3 separate regions of the Anas platyrhynchos genome follow, and regions 1 and 3 are each linked to region 2. The links are chromatin contacts, called in public Hi-C maps. All regions are on one chromosome and are shown on one strand. Each heading gives the region's core, a stretch centred on a gene start, on an enhancer-like site or on the middle of the called end of the contact. The rest is flanking DNA. Distances are from core to core; before and after follow the strand shown. Region 1 has its middle 100 kb from the start of CTPS1. Region 2 holds the start of CITED4 (Cbp/p300 interacting transactivator with Glu/Asp rich carboxy-terminal domain 4). Region 3 overlaps LOC101805210 (avidin).

Region 1 (3,880 bases), core at 531-3,030, 130 kb before region 2:
AGATTCAGCAGATCTCCAATAGATTTATTGCAATATTTAAGAAGTGAATGTTTTTAATCCTTATCATAATACAGCACTACCTATAAAAAAGCATAATTTAATCCTCCTCAAAGAACCACATTTATTACAACTTCTTATCTTTAATCCTTACAAAACCCAGAGAAACTAAACTGATCATAACAAGCTGATTGCACAATATATTTATTAGAAAAATAAATAAACTGTCAAGAAAATGGAGAAGTTTCCTAAAGCAGTTAACCAGTTTGGTTGTGGTGCCAATGGTGGGACCAGCCTGCTAGGCGTGCTAGTGGATGCTGGTGACAGCTGTGGGCAGGGCAATGTCCCCTTGTCCCCTTGGCATAGTGTGCACACCATGCCTGGTGCTAATGCAAGACCTAAACTGTGGCAACCCCTCTTCATGAGGCACCTTTGGCTTCTCACAGCTGCAGTATTTGTGGTTTCTAGTTGCTCCCAATTTAGGGCCTCTTAGCAATGAAACTGCTGTTTTTTCTGTGTTGGAAAATACCAGCTCTCAAATCCCCACTTTTTTTCCTGGAAATATCTTAGGCTGGGAAAATCTGCCTGGGATTCAGCTTAGTTGCCAGGCTGCACCACATGTGGACCTGGTATTCCCAGGGCTGTGGGTCTGGCAGGCAGTACTTGGCAACCAGCCCCACTCTGTCTTCTCTGCAAAGCCCCAGCTCCCACCGCTGTTGAAACCAGCCAGCTGGGTCCGTCTCTGACTGGGGACACTGGGAAGTGCTGAGAAACCAGGTCTAGGCAAAAGGTGCTCTGAACACAGTGACACTGACTGTCAACTGTTTGTCACACAGCCCTGGAAGCATCTGGAGAGTTCCCTGTTCAAAGGAAATGCAGAAAAGTTTTGCTTTCAGCCCAGTTCAGATGAAAATCAAATTTCAACTACCCCAAATATTCATTTTCTTGGAAATCACACTTTCTGGTCAAGTTTCATTTTCTTTTTTTCAGTTTGTCTCTTCAGTGGCCAGCAAATACAACTCTCCTCATGGCTGCCCCAAATAGAGAAGCTGCCCATAAATGGGGACGATCTGGATTTCTGACCAGGTAAAATGTAAAGATAAATTCAGGCTTCTATAAGCAAGAAACAAAATATTTGCATAAATCCTCTTCCTCTGCACCTGTGTTATTTCCGTCCTGAATGATGAAACATTGCCCTGTTGGTACCATAACAATCAGAATGCCTGGAGCTACTCAGGACTCTGAACCATTGTGTCAGCAGGACAGGCTCTCAGAAAACAAGCAATGGAGTTTTTCAATATATATGTTTATTTCTTTGTATCTTTTGCAGCATTTCTCCACTATGAGGACAGAGCTGTTAATCTTACTAAATCTTAAAATCTCAAAAAGGGAATATAATTCCTACCAATTACCTACTCCTGTGCAAAAAAACATTGCAAAAGCATGGGGCATTTAGTAATTGCATGGTTCTCCTTCATATGTTATTAAAGCTCTGGACCAAAATCATTTTCAAAATCACATAGCAAAGAAGTATATAACAAGAGAAGGAGAACAACTCAGATTAAATCCCCTTTCTCTAGGGCCACATAGCTGCTTGTAACTACAGAATAGCTTCTGTAATCCATGATTTGGGGAACTGTTATTTAATTATGTGTTACTTTATTTCTTTTTTTATCAGGCCTCAGATCAGTGGAGGCACACTCAGTTGTGAACCTCAGGAGTGGTCTTAGTGTTGCCCTCAGATTTTCTGCCTGAACTTGGTTTACAGCTGCAGCTGCTCTGCCTGGTCTGCTGCTTCTTCCTTAACAGCTTTCAACTTTTGTCCTCGTGCCCTTTGCTTCCCTTCTCCAGAGCTATGAGAGTGCTAAATCAGCGTTTTCAGATGCACAAAATAACATTAGTGATAGAACAGGGCACTGTGTTCAAGAAGAAAAAAACAAACAAACAAACAAACAAACAAAAAAACAGTAAGCATGACACTGTTAGAGTGCAAAAACTCTGTTTCAGTTCAGCTGTCAGTGCACAACAAACTTCTACTTTCCAAGTGGATGGAAAATGTCCTAGTACAACTCATCTACACTGATATTAACATGATGCTTCACCTCCTGAAGATCCTGTTTCTCTGGTCCTGAGTTGCCCCTGTCCCAGAAATATGAGAAACCAAGTACAAGAAGAACAATAGGAAAGAAAATACTCTGCTTTAGCTGCTGCACAGCATGTTCCTGGCCAGCCTTGTAGAATGCCAACAAAATATGAATTAAGTACATTTACTGCTATTCCTGCAGCTGAGTAGAGGAGCTGGCAAACAGGTCCATCTGCTGCTATGCTCCCCTGCCCATACCAATGCCAATAGTCTTCTCAGAGATGAGCACTGCATCAAGGCAGAGAAACTGTGGGTAAGAAGAGGAGGCATTGGTACATGGGCCATCAGTGCATCATAGAATCATTTAGGCTGGAAAAGACCTCTAAGATCATCAAGTCCAACTGTTAACCTAGCACTGCCAAGTCTACCACTAGACCAGGTCTCAAAGCACCAAATTTACACATCTTTTGAGTACCTCCAGGGATGGTGACTCAACTACTTCCCTGGGCAGTCTGTTCCAATGCTTCACAGCCCTTTCAGTTAAGATTTTTTTTTCCAAATATTCAACCTAAAAATCCCCTGGCACAACATTAGGACATTTCCTCTTGTCCTATTGCTTGCTGCTTGGGAGAAGAGACTAACCCCCCACCACACTACAGCCTCCTTTAAGGTAATTATAAAGTACAGTAAGGTGTCCCCTGAGCCTCCTTTTCTCTAGACTAAATAACCCCAGTTTCCTCAGCTGCTCCTCATCAGACTTATTCTCTAGGTCCTTCACCAGCTTTGTTGCCCTTGTTTGGACATGCTCCAGCACCTTGATGTTCTTCTTGTAGTGAGGGGTCCAAAACTGAACACAATATTTGAGGTATGGTGTCACCAGAGCTGAGAACAGGGGACAATCATTTCACTAGTCCTTCTTATCACAATATTTATGATACAATCAGGATTCTGTTGGACTTCTTGGTCACCTGAGCACACTGCTGGCTCATATTCAGCCATCTATCCACCAATACACCCAGGTCCCTTTCTGCTGGTTAACTTTCCAGACACTCTTCCCTCAGCTTGTAGCATTACATGTAGTCGTTGTGCCCCAAGTGCAGGACCCGGCACTTGGCCTCATGGAACCTCATGCAGTTGGCTTTGGCCCAATGGTCCAGCCTATCCAGATTCATCTGCAGAACCTTCCTACCCTCGAGCAGATCGACACTCACTCCTAACTTGGTGTTTGCAAAACTACAGGGTGCACTTGATCCCCTTGTCCAGACCACTGATAAAGATCTCAAAGAGAACTGGCCCCAATACTGAGACTGGGACACCACTAATGACCGGCCTCCAACAGGATTTAAATCCGTTCACCATGACTGGGCCCAGCCAGTTTTTAACCCAATGAAGCATACACCAATCCAAGCCATGAGGAGCCAGTTTCTTGAGAAGAATGCTGAGGGAAATGTTGTCAAAAGCCTTACTGAAATCAAAGTAGACCACATCCACAGCCTTTCCCTCGTCCACTGAGCATGTCACCTTGCCGTAGAAGGCAATCAGGCTTGTCAAGCAGGAACTGCCTTTGATAAAGCCATGCTGACTGGGCCCAATCACCCAGTTGCCCTGTAAGTGCCACATGATGAGGATGTGCTCCATAATGTTCCCCAGCACTGAGGTCAGACTGACAGGCCTGTAGTTCCCTGTATCCTCCTTCCAGCAATTCTTGTAGATGGGCATCACATTTGCTAGCTGCCAGTAAAATGCGACCCGCCCTGACAGCCAGGGCTGCTGATAAATAATGGAAAGCAGCTTGGTGAT
Region 2 (3,628 bases), core at 896-3,395:
AAAAACAATCATTACATAATTACATTAAACAATTAAACAACTGATTCATCACTTAGAGGCTCACCAACAACACCTGAAACTCATCCCAGCCACTTAAGAAGGCAGAAGGTGACAAACAAAAGCAGCTCACAGAATGTCCTGAGGTTAATGGCCCTGTGCTCTGTCCTGGTAAGGAAGATACTTTCTGTTCCTGGCTGCTTACGTCTAAAAGCTGATGGCTTCTGGGCATTATCTGCTCTAAGCTGCTGCTGCTTTAAGGCGTTTTGATACAGAGATATTCTATACAAGTAACCCTTCAGGTCAGTGCTGTGTGATTAGGCACTCACCTGAGATGCCTGTGCTGCCTAACTTCAGTCCCTTTATGATAGTATATACTTAGACCTCATTTCTCCAATAATGCAGTTAAAAACAAACCTCCTCAGCAACCTTTGAAAAGCTTTGTTGGCACTTCCTTCTGCTCTGTGGGGTCTGTGATCATAATGAATGTGCAGAACACAAAAATGCTACCTAGCTCAATGCAACAGCCTGCTCCAAGTCTCCTGAAAAGTGGAACAAACAGAAATGGGATGAAGTTGGGGAAGCAAGTTTAACTTTGCCATCACCTGCTTTCCAAGTGGGTAGCCATGCAACACTAATACCTTCAAGAAAAAATTCTCTGGGTTCTTTCACAACACAAAAATAAAGGGGAAAATCACCACTGTGCTTTTATAAGCTAATAGGAAGTGTCATGGCCTGTAGAGAGCATCAGTGTCACTGTAGGTCCATGGTAAAATAATTTGTCTAACATGGGTCTGTGGAAGAGCATATGTGTTCCACTGGGACACAGCAATCAAAAGCTGCGCTAACGAGGTAAAGACACTACTGCAGGAAGTTATACTAGCAAATCTCTGCTTGTAACATTCATGTGCTGGTAGCTCTGCTTAGACAATATTGGTGCATACCTGCTAGAAGAACACCACTGGCAGAGTAATCAAGGCACCTAGTCAATGCCACTAAGAACTGATCTCGGTCACCTGGGCTGGTAATGCTGCACAGTGGTAGCGCCCCATTGCTGACCACAGAGCCAGAGCTGGCATCAAGCAAGGGTCCTTCTCACAGTAGCCAGCACCCTCCTGCACCAGGGTGCACACTCACAGGGGCCAGTGTGCTGCAGCCATCGACAGACATCTGCATGCACATCCTTTGACACGACCAAGAAAGACAGCACAGCCACCAAAACGGATCCCTGCACCTCCAGCCAGCCATGTGATCAGGTAGAAAGTCTTTTTCAGAGGGACACTGGAGAAGAGGAAAGCACTGGTGGGGTGACTCCCTCCTGAGAGCTGATCTTACACTGTTGGCAATATTAAAGGCAAACAATGTTCCTGCCCAGGAAACAGGTGAGGACTATGTCAAATGCAAGAGAACATAATGCAAGCAAATGCAGCTCAAAATGCTTCACATGAGTGCACCACCATTCCCTACATGCATGGGCTGGGAACAGAAATGACCTGTGTGAGGCTCCACAGCCACCCCAGGCCCAGTCCTTACCCCAAACCATATGAGCCCAGTACTGAGCAGGGATGACCCACGTTTTCTGCAGTCTGCGATCCCTGGAGGAACTGTAGCACCTGTACCACACTGAGGGCTCCCCAGTCCCACACACTGGGGACTCCGTTGTTCCCATGCTCCCGCTCAGCCACTCCACAACCTCTGCCCTTGTTGGTATCAATGCACACCAGGATCGAGCATGCACTGCCTGTGGGGGCCGTAACACCAGGCAGCACGGCTGCATCTTGGCATCCTGCTCAGAAGCAGAACTTGCCTTAAGGCCTCCTTACGGGTTAAGAATCCCCAGCAGAGCACCCGCAGGACACTGGGGGCTGCTGGACTGGCTGCCCTGGAGCCCACCCACCCCTTTCCTCCCCAACCCGCCCAAGGAGCCAGCACCTCGGACCCAAGGGGGGCCACCCGAGCAGCTGGGATGTGCCAACTCCGGTGCCCTCCACACTGGAGGCAGCCAGCACCCCTCCCTCCCTCCAGTCGCGCCATGTCGCGACCACGGGGCGCTCAGAGCACGGCTCGCGGAGCTCGGGCAGCCCCACGCCCGCCACAGCAGCAGCGCCCATAGCGCGGCCCTCCCACCCCCTCAGGGGCCGGGCGGCCGCGGGCCGCGCTCCAATGGGTGGCGGGGGGCCGGGCCGGGCGGCCCGCCCCTGCCCGCGCCTCCATAAGAGCGGAGAGCGGCGCCCCGCGCCCGGCGAGCTGAGGCGGCCGAGCGGGCGCTGGCGGAGCGCGGACCCTGTGCAGCCCCAGGTCGGTGCGTACCCGCGCGGGCAGACCCCGGCTCCCCGGGGCGGCGGCGGGGAGGCCGCGGCTCGGCTCGCCGGGGCGGGGCGGCGCTGCGCTGCGCCCGCCGGCCGCGGCGAAGGTGGGGGGTGCTCCGGGATCCTCGGTGGAAGCCGTCTGGGACGGGAGCGGGGAGCGGTGCTGCCCGCGGGAGCCTCGCCCTGAGCCGCGTGTCGCCTTGCAGGGGCCCGGAGCCATGGCTGAGCACATGATGATGTCCGTGAGCCACGGCGGCGCCGGGCTGCAGAGCTACCGGATGGGTGTGAGTGGGCTGCAGGGACCACCGCAGCACGGGCAGCACGTGCTGAGGACGCTACCCGCAGCTGGGCAGATGATGCCGTACGGAGGGGCTGGAATGGATGGTGTGATGAGGCCGAGACCCAACCTCAGCGGACAGATGAACCACCACCAGATGCAGAACGCGATGATGTTCAACGGCCCGAGCCAGCAGCAGCAATACATGGGGCCAGTGGGCACCCAGCAGCTCATGGCTAGCATGCACCTACAAAAACTCAACACCCAGTACCAGGGCCACCCGCTGGGTATGAGCAACGGGCCCATGGGAGCTGGTGCTCAGCAGTACAGAGTGGGGCCAAGCCAGCACCCAGGCATGCAGCACATGCCCTCACCAGCGCTGACCTTGAATGTTATGGACACTGATCTCATAGATGAGGAGGTTTTGACGTCCCTTGTCCTGGAACTGGGGTTGGACCGGATTCAGGAGCTGCCAGAGCTGTTCTTGGGACAAAACGAGTTCGACTTCATTTCAGACTTTGTTAGCAAACAGCAGCCCAGTGCCATCAGCTGTTGAGGGGTTTTGAGCTCCTCCTTGTGTCTTAGTGGTTTTGAGTTTGTTTATAACTTCCTTCTCCACCTGCCATCCTCCTCCCTTCCCATGCCTTGCCCTGTCCTGGATTCCTGACCTCCCCAAGGAGACAATCATCGGACACTGGCTTGCAATGGATTGCTTTTCTCTTCTGTGTGGTTTTTCATTTGGGAGTTCCTGGGGAGGGGGTGTGTACCCCAAACAGAACAGATCAAGAGCTCTTGCTGTAGAGCTGCCTCTAAATGGCTTTACCAGGATTTCTGGCTTAGTAGAAATAATGAACTTATGACTTGCCACAACTAGGCTTTGAGCACAGGAAGTGATGGGCAGCTGGCAACCCTGCTGGTAGCTGGATTTGCTGGAGGATTCTGTCATGCCAGCAAAGTTAAAGGATCCCCTGAGAGAGGATGTCTCCATGCCTGGTGCATGGTTTGAAACAATTTCCCCTTGCAAACATGGGTGGGATTAGATATT
Region 3 (3,425 bases), core at 211-2,710, 210 kb before region 2:
TAGTCATTGGAGGATGAAAGGCAACCTCAGGACTGGAAAGGTGATATTCAGAGAGATGTGTGCCAGTCTTGCCTGTACTTGACAACAAGATGACTTTGATCAGCCATGATATAAACTCTGCTCACTTGTGTTGGATGGTCAGCCAACAATGTTGTTCCAAAGGATCTGAACCCTTGGCTAGGCCAAATCCACATACTGTCCTTTTAACCGCCCATTCATCAACATGAAGGAGTATCCTTACATCCTCCTTTGTGGGCTGCCATGGTACTTCTCTCAGCACTGGCAGGACACCTAGTTTTCCACAGCTCTTGGCTGACAAAACCATGCACCAAGGAAGTACGTGGCTGCTACTAAGCCCGTCAACATCAACCGTCATTGTGTCAGCCTTCCAGCAGGAATTAATTCCCAAACATGAGATCAGTCATCTTAAACACATCATCACACAAAGATATACCGTTGTGTCTGATCGCAGCTGTTAGCTCAGTCACGCCATTGTATCAGATGCGTTTGCCAATTCAAAAATCGATCTAAAGATGAGGTGTAATGAATGATGTCCCTTCCCTGCTGAAGTACAGGCACTCATCTGCCTACTGTTTCACTTCTCAAGGGGTCATTCAAAGAGTTGGCAGTAGGCCAGCAACATATTAGGGTAGATCACCAAAGAGGTGTGCAGCGCATTTCCAGTGTGGTGAGGAACTGCATTATTTAGAGGAAAAAGATAAATCTACACAAATGAGAGATGGAGTCTTGATGGACAGACAATGAACCTGAATGGAGTCCCTGAAGGAGTCCAAGAGATTCTCCAAAAGTCAATCACACATCAGGAAATTTATTCTCAGCAAATGCTGGCTGAGATGATGGATTTGCAGAAAGACAGGGCCCCAACCTCCCTATGTCTGAATTTAGTAAAAGACATTCCAGATAACTCTCACTGTCAATATTTCATTTCTTCACTTCTGGCTAACATGAATGTATTTGTAACCAGTTGTAGCATGTACTTGTTGGTCTGAAAACAGAAAAGCATGGCTGCACGTCTGTCTGCTCCAGGACTGTGCTCTCTCCACAGCTCACCCCCAGCACATTCAGTGCAGACCCTACACACAAGCTGCTGGGTCCTTTGCTCCCCAGGCTTCATCCTCTATACTTTCCAGCTTTGCTGTGCAAGAACCTTGATCTGACACACAGGTTTGGGGCTTTTTCCCAACAAAAAATAATGAAAACTTTTCTGGATACCTGAAGTACAAGACTTTATGAAAAATGCAGTCCATGAAGCAAAGCCATGCAGATGATCTATTTTCAAGGAGTGAGCACATCTAATTATTTACATATATTCACAGCAATGCAAAGGTTTGAAATGAAGATTTGAAACCAGAATCATGCTTTCTCAGAGGCTCTGTGCTGAGCTGGAAAGTGCTTCCTGCATTCTGCCTCTGGAGGGCAGAAATGTCTGCAAAGAGCAGAGGACAGGAGGTGCCTTCTTATACCAAGGGGTGGAATGGCTGTGTTAGAAAGTGGGCTGTTGGACTGAGCCCATGGAGCTGAAAGAGGCTGGGCACGTTGCTGGCACAAACTCTTTTTCCATGTTCAGTGGTTGTTGTTTACCCTCCCTCTAGGTCTGCATCATTTCTGTTGTGGCTATGCTTTAAGCTTAACTTGCCCATCTTCCCCCCGAGGGAATGTGCATGAATGTGACCCTGTCCTCACTCTGCAGTGCATCTCTCTGTCCCTGAGTCCCAGATGTCACCAACTATTCCAGCTCTGGCACACAACCAGGTCCCAGCTGGGTACTGTGCTACACTTATGGGTGGCCAGGTAGTAACAAGGAAGAATACTCTAGAACTAGGAAAGTTGCAAAGAAGTGCAATAACAATGATCAAAGGTCTGGGGTGTCTTCCACCTGAGGTGCCCAGAGCAGACACAAACCTATCTTCCTTGAAAAGAGGTAATGAGAAGGATAAGAGAAATCTACAAACTCATGAGCCACTTGTGAGAAGGCACGTAGAGCATAACTGTCCAATGTTCCATGTGAAAAACAAAGTAAGGGAGATCCCATTGAATTGTGGCAGGTTCAGAGCCATTGGAAGTGGCATTTCCTTGCTATTCTGTACTTAAACTGAAGAAACTTCTCGTCAGACTGATCTGTTCCAGCTCTTTTGCAATCCTATCTCACAAGAAAATCAGACTGACAGTCTCATAAAAGCAGAGCAAAAGTAACAAACTGTATGTGACTTTGTTTCCAAGCCCAATCACTTAACATTGCAATTATGGACATCATTACTTTTACCATGCCAAATAATAAACAATCAGATGACAAGGATGTGTCATCACAACCACCTGCTCCAGCCTAATAATTTCCTAGGAGGGTCAACTCCAAGCAGATGCAAGGATCTAGGCTGCAGACCACCATGCAGATCTGGATGCAAGGGTCCAGCTGGCCAAGAAGCCAGAATGCCTGGGGTCTGGCCTGTTCTGCCTGATGACTGTCATTTCCCTTCTCTGTCTTTCACGGTGGCAAAGTCTGTCTGTTGTTGTTGTTTGATTGGTTTGTTTTTTAAAGAGCAACACTCTTTAAAAGACCTTGAGATCCATTGATGAAAAGCTGTGCCAGGTGAATTACTATTAATTCAGGCTGTTACTGACAGGGATATTACACATGGACCCAACCTGAGCCTACCAGGGAAGGGCAGAGCCCCTCCAGGAGGAACAGAGAGGGCCAAGGGAATGTATCAGCAGAAGTAGCCCTTGGAGCTGGCTTCAGGAGGTCTCTATTTCATCCTCCTGCTCAGAGCATGGTCAGCTACAGGATGAACAAAAAGTCCACAGGTGCCTATGGATGGCAGAGAGTGGATGGCCAAGGAGCCCAGTGATCCCAGTCATGTGCTCAGCCAGCAGCTAGCAACTCTAGATTTATTGTGTCTGTTGGATGCACAAGAACTCTCTGACCACAGTCCCCAGCTGAGCAGACTCCTTGTTATAGCTATGGAGTTGTGCTGGATCACATCTTGCTAAGATCCTGTCTCACATAGTGAAGAACAGAAGACGCCCAGGCAGGTGTTTGAATACACACAACTCCAGAATGCTCCAGCCTTCATAGTTCATAGTTCAGGAAGGACCCAGGACTGACAAAAGTATTAATTTTCTTTCGTAGCTATGACTTTATCCCTATTTCAGTTGAAAAGTTTAAGTGGAATATTTCCCCTTGTTATATCATGTCACCAGCACGGTGACATGATATAAGGATTTAGCTCTGTTTTGTAACTGCCTTTCAATTATCTCCACATTGCCATCACATTGCCACTTACCCTTGCTGCTGGACTAATGCAGCCCAGCTATCGCTCTCTCCCTGTAGGTCCTGTGCCCCAAGCCCCTGACCATCCTGGTCCCCCTTTACTGCTCCTCTCCAGTTTCCCCACATCCCTTTTGAT

Evidence for each region. A called contact is a pair of places that touch in the nucleus more often than the background predicts.
Region 1: a Hi-C map of liver shows a contact between it and region 2, with 4 times the contacts expected there. The contact joins the enhancer-like site here to the promoter of CITED4 in region 2. A contact is called at or near these places in 3 of 8 Hi-C or Micro-C datasets (liver, small yellow follicle and subcutaneous adipose tissue).
Region 3: a contact with region 2 is called in a Hi-C map of F1 follicle, with 3 times the contacts expected there. The contact joins the enhancer-like site here to the promoter of CITED4 in region 2. A contact is called at or near these places in 4 of 8 Hi-C or Micro-C datasets (F1 follicle, F5 follicle, liver and 1 more).

Annotation. Positions count from the first base shown.
Region 1 is chr24:6,805,316-6,809,195 of IASCAAS_PekinDuck_T2T, forward strand. No RefSeq gene overlaps it. Among named protein-coding and RNA genes, the nearest start is that of CTPS1, 100 kb to the left of the region's middle. Within about 2 kb of position 1,781, at least 1 of the 8 cell types and tissues checked has an H3K27ac peak or open chromatin away from gene starts, as enhancers often do.
Region 2 is chr24:6,938,973-6,942,600 of IASCAAS_PekinDuck_T2T, forward strand. CITED4 (Cbp/p300 interacting transactivator with Glu/Asp rich carboxy-terminal domain 4) reads left to right here and starts at 2,146. Exons shown (of 2, transcript XM_027444083.3): 1 at 2,146-2,295; 2 at 2,513-3,628. The coding sequence starts at 2,161. The coding sequence ends at 3,139.
Region 3 is chr24:6,732,476-6,735,900 of IASCAAS_PekinDuck_T2T, forward strand. The region is part of intron 1 of LOC101805210 (avidin); the gene reads right to left. Among named protein-coding and RNA genes, the nearest start is that of CTPS1, 31 kb to the left of the region's middle. Within about 2 kb of position 1,461, at least 1 of the 8 cell types and tissues checked has an H3K27ac peak or open chromatin away from gene starts, as enhancers often do. A contact at or near this core is called in F1 follicle, where this site is marked.